Linked DNA regions of Zea mays: region 1 is linked to region 2. The links are chromatin contacts, called in public Hi-C maps. All regions are on one chromosome and are shown on one strand. Each heading gives the region's core, a stretch centred on a gene start, on an enhancer-like site or on the middle of the called end of the contact. The rest is flanking DNA. Distances are from core to core; before and after follow the strand shown.

Region 1 (2,700 bases), core at 138-2,637, 370 kb before region 2:
CTAGTCACATGACACTATGTCGGTGTCCTCCTATATGCAATGAGCTTCTTTATTGACACACAATTGAGCATTTGAACAACTCCAATCCATTTCCTACTACATGTATCTAGAGTTCGTGCTAGCTAGCGTGCGTATGTGTGTCTCCGTCTAAGCTCGTATTAGTCCACCTAATTTTTTGAAGTAAAGTCTAACTAATTCGGTACCCAACTACCAAAATGAAACAAGGACTCCTCAACCAGCTCGTCGCCCATCCAGTAGACGGCATGCGGGCTGGACCGAAGCAAAGAGGCTCTAGTTTAGCTGAGAGAGCAAACAACGGCGCATTGGATCCGGTAAAAGCGTGTCTAGGCAGCCGGCCGTTGACGAAGGAAAACATGCATGGGAGAGCTCGGTTTGCTTTTGTTTCTATCGACCGTCCAATGCAACGGCCAGCATTGGCGCCCATCTCGATCGACGAAGTCGGAGGGAGTTGCGTCTTTTCTCGTCCTCGGATAGGGCCATCGGCAGGTTCTTCCATACGCACGGGTGTAGATACGAGCTCTTCGCATCTCTATCTCTTTTGTTTTTTTAATTAGTATTTATATATCGCTTAATAGACATCATTTAATAAATGATGTTGTAAATTTTAGATCCACGGTTGAGCTGGAGTACTTGGTAATCTGGTTTTCTGGAGCCGGAGCGCTCTCGGACAGGCTCATATACTACCATCGGCCGTCCGGTACGCACGAGGTCGCCAGGAATGGGCAGCCTGGGTACGTACGTCCAAAACCGGGGCGGCGGCGGCCTCCCATTCTGTCCGTTGAAAAATTCTTGCTGTACTGTCATCGAGTGGACCGAAGCGAACGAAACAATAATCTAGTCGCAGTGTTAGCAGGCATTACCTGTCGCTCATCACGCGATGCTCTGGGTCCCCCCTCAAATCAAATTTAAACAAGTGCAGCAAATAAAAAAAACACGCAGCAGAGCAGGTCTGGCGAGCAGAAGACGTTCGGCTCTAAATCCAGCTATAATTATATATGAAGTGGCGATAATTGTCAAATCTTTGTGACAGGACTAATAAAGGCAGAAGGGTCACACAAATGGCAGTTGCCCCTGGGGGCTGAGTCACCTCGTTCCAGATCCTACTGGACACGCCCGGTCCTCTGCCAGCTAAGCGCTGGCATCCCGCCGGCTGGAGCCGCCACTTCCCTCTTTCTTTCGCGTTGAGCTCCCTCGCATCCATTCTAATCCCGACCCCGTCCCGTCTCCACTCCAGACATTTGGATTCACAGTCACAATTACGCCCTCCTGTTCCGCACCTTCTTTATACACGCCCACGGCCCACCCGTCTACGCCGAACCATCATTACCAGCCGGCGGCCGCTCCACTCTTTCGCTCTCCATCTCCATCTCCATCTACCTACGCTCTCGCGAGTCGCGACGACATCCTCCGCGGAGCTTGCGCGGGTACGGCACGGAGATGGCCGCGGCCGGGCCGACGACGTCCCCGGCCACGGCGGGCGCCGTGGAGGAGCTCACGCGGCTGTACCGGGAGCTGCCGCCGCGCCCGGCCGTGGAGGAGGTGGAGGCGGCGGCGGCGGTGCTGGCGTCGGCGGCCGCGGAGGAGGAGGCGCGCCTCGCCGAGATCGACAGGGAGGAGGCGCTGGCGCGCGGGGGCGCGCCGCCCGAGCTCCTCGACGTGCTGTGGGAGGCCCGGCGCAGCTCCGTGCGCCTCCGCGCGCTGCAGCAGCGCAAGGAGGCCGCGCACGTCCTCGAGCTCGAGAGGCGGTTCAGGCTCTTCGACGACCTCATCCAGCGGGCGTCGCGTCTTCTGTCCCCCGGCGGTGGTGCCGGGGCCAGGAGCGGCACGGGTGGTGCCGCGGTGGACCACGACGAGGTCGTCGAGGTCGACGCCACCCGGAACACGGAGCTGGACGCCGCGCCAGCCGAGATTGGTCGCGGGAGCAAGGGCGGCTTGGGACTGGAACCCAAGTCCGTCTCGTCGCTGCGTCGTGCTGCTTCGGCAGGTACTACTACTCCTTCCTAATCGGTCTCTCGGTATCTGTATTTCCCCTGCAAATTTAGGTGAGCTTTCGCTCCGCAGGCGCTACGCTATTCCGTTCGATTTCGTTGTCCAAACCTGAGTTGATTAGCTGTTACAAACCAAGTTGATCGTTTGATTGGTGTGGTTTATGTTGACTTGTCCTTGTTTTGTGTTGTCAATTTTTCTTGTCACCCAGATTTATTTCCTCTTACCATATCTTCAGTCCGTAGTTCCATTACACTGACTATTTTTTTAAGGAATACTTTACTAGGACTTGTTAGTTGAATCAATGTAAGGTTTTTTTTTCTACAACTATAGTAACATATTGTTTCGCCCCATGATAATTTGTTTATGATTGACTTTTTCATAGGATGCCATCATAATGGTACCTCAGCTATAGTAATGGCCGCATTTCTTATCAGTACCTGTACTTTACTAGTGCTGGTAATTGGACACGATGATGGGCTGTGCGCTTTGTGATGTTTCTGTGTGTTAACTGTGGACTGTTCCGTTATGGAACATTGCACCAGAATCAAATAGCTAATTTGATTTTACAGGCAAGCACAAATTTCTGAATGCCCCCCCCCCCCCCCCCCCCCCCCCCAAATATATTATTTGCTTATTTGATTGGTTTCAACTGGATGAATCGTTTATTCATTAGCACAGACCCTACGATTG
Region 2 (2,700 bases), core at 80-2,579:
CTTCGCCGAGCGTCCCTCCCCAGGACCACGAAGGGATGGCCTTGCGAAGCATCGGGCCCACAGCCTTTCGCGAGGTCTTCTAATCTTCTAGTGGACCCGAGGGATATCTGTCCCCCACAGACACCACAACATGGATTAGGCAGGCATTTTACGTTTGATCGAACCACAGGATAAAATCGTCGTGTCACTTGTCTTTATACCTTATAGCGATTCTACTCTTTCTTATAGTCCACTTCACTTTATAATTGCTCTAAGTTTAATACTCACCTTGTGAGAGCAATTAAGTGAAGTTCACTCCTCTTATCCTCTTCATTCGGACTTGGCTCTTACTTTCACTAATCCAATATTAGTCCAAGTTTGTTTTGTTGAGCTTATTTTACAGAATCACTATTCATCCCCTCTAGGTGCTCTCACTTAGTAGTCCAGCAATGAAGTGTCAAAACATTGGCAAACACAACATGCCCATAGCTCGATTTCATCTAAGCATATTAGAGGAAAAATTTAAGATAATATTGTAATGTGTATCTTTTTATTTACTTATTGCTTAATATGAATATTTTTAAATGTATCTTGAGTGTCTAGACGCTTGAGGCTAAGAAAGATCATAAGAAAACACGCTCCCAACCATATCAAGATACGACTCGCTCGAGGCCAACCTCGAGCGGGAGACGCAGTCACGAATCGCCCGAGTCCAACAATAATAATACATGGAGTTGTTTTACGATCTTGATAATGTTTGTCACACAAATTTTGTATATTATAGTAATGTTTGTAGTTCCGTATATATGTTTAATAGAAGAGAACATATCTGGTACACATGAAAGTTTAGTGCACGTGATGCACATATTAAATTATCACCACTCATCATGTCTCTAGTTGCTTGGTATATTTTGCTAAGGATACTCTTTGACGTGGTGATGTATAGTGGTGAAAGATGTTATTTGTAAATTATAATAATCAATTAAAGACGTTAGAACTAAGATAAATAATGATGATTTAATATGTGAACGCAATAAATTTAATGTGCATCGGATGCGACCTTTTAATAGAAAGGCTTTCCGACATTCACGCACCTCTTCGGGAAGGGCCAATGACAACATGGGTCTTCCCAACATTCACGCACCTCTTCGGAAAGGTCCAATGACAACATGGGTCCACGTGTCAGAAACCACCGGTGGGCAGTGGTTATGATCCGCATTTCGAATCGAAAGTCGAAAAGCCCTCCATTTTCCTCGTCTTCAGTACTCACCCTACGAACCCAACGTCCCCCCCGTTCGATCGCAACACTCCCCAGCCGTGTAGGGTTTCGGCTCGATACTCCGAGCCCTCCCTCCCAATGGCTAATGTCAAGCGGTCGACTCCAGTGACTGTGCCCGCTCCCGCTCCCGCGCCTGCGCCCTTGGACCCGGGGGCTACAGCCGCCATGGCCAAGAAGTCGGCGTCCACCGGGGCAGCGATTACGGCCACGAAAAGCCCCGCGGCGGCGTCACCGCTGATTGTGATCGAAATCCCGTCGTCACCTGATGCCTCCACGGGTGGCCGCCGCTCGACGACGAAAGCGCGGAAGAGGCCCGCGCTGTGGCCGCTCGTCCTTGACGACGAGATCGAGATGTGGACACCGCGGGAGAAGCGGCGCCTCGACGAGGACTGTCAGATCCTCGCCGGAGACCCTCTCGCCTCCAACATCGAGGTGGCCCCCGCCGCCGCCAGTGACGAAATCGCGGTCGTTGCGGAGCGAGGAAAGGTACGCTTGCGATTGCGACAATACTCCAGGGGATGAAATGCCTAGCTGTCAATCTGAAATGTGCAATCTTTCCTGATGTGGCGTTCAAAGGCGAACCGTCAATCTTTAATTTCGATCTTTCTAATGTGGTATTGCAGATTGCGTGCAGAGATTACCCACATCCGAGGTCTGCTTGTGCAAAGCACCCATTTAGTAGAACCCCTCATGAACGCTATTGTGACCAGGTAATGTCGCGCCTAGCCTCGCACTCCTTGCTCGTGATATTTATATGGAGTTAATACTGCATTATCGTCAAACGTAACAGTAGTTGTGGACTTGTGGCTAACTGAACAAGCTTAATGTGTGCATTATTCATTAAGGCCCTGTTTGTTTCTTCCATGATTATATAATACAACTTATGGATTATATAAGCACCTATTAACCTGGTTATGAATTATTATAATCTAGCTGTCTAGATTACATAATCCACCTAATAAACTGTGTTGTTTGTTTACCTCTTAACTTATTTAAGCTAGATTATATAATCTAGAGGGTAAACAAACAGGGCCTAAGTCAAGGGGATAGAAAATGAAGGTTTTTTTGTGAATATCATATTATGAACGATTGCTCTGTATATTATGAATTGAAAATTTGTTGCTAAAGTTGCAAAGGATAACAGCCATTTGTTGATCATCATGTCAATACAGTAGGTTGCACGTTGCAAGAACTGTCTATTGAACGCTGAGCAGCATGTTTAAAAGCCTTAAAATATTGTGTTGCCTTACCTCAATGCAGTCTTATTTGCCTTGTTTAGCTGTTGGGGTCTCAAATTGATGTCCTGTTAGACACTTTCAACTTACATGCTGTTATGGTAAATTATCACACCATTTAAACCTTTTAAATGGTAAAACAAATATTTGGTTGCTACTAGACACCTCCACAGTTTTCCCTAAAGTTTACAGATTGCCATCAAATAG

The links. A called contact is a pair of places that touch in the nucleus more often than the background predicts.
Region 1: a Hi-C map of leaf shows a contact between it and region 2, with 5 times the contacts expected there. The contact joins the promoter of LOC109942247 here to the promoter of LOC100277494 in region 2. A contact is called at or near these places in 2 of 25 Hi-C or Micro-C datasets (leaf and tassel).

Annotation. Positions count from the first base shown.
Region 1 is chr9:118,403,562-118,406,261 of Zm-B73-REFERENCE-NAM-5.0, reverse strand. It overlaps LOC109942247 (plant intracellular Ras-group-related LRR protein 5-like), which reads left to right and starts at 1,387. Exons shown (of 3, transcript NM_001351093.1): 1 at 1,387-2,005. The coding sequence starts at 1,459.
Region 2 is chr9:118,037,264-118,039,963 of Zm-B73-REFERENCE-NAM-5.0, reverse strand. LOC100277494 reads left to right here and starts at 1,329. Exons shown (of 3, transcript NM_001374008.1): 1 at 1,329-1,744; 2 at 1,882-1,968. The coding sequence starts at 1,337.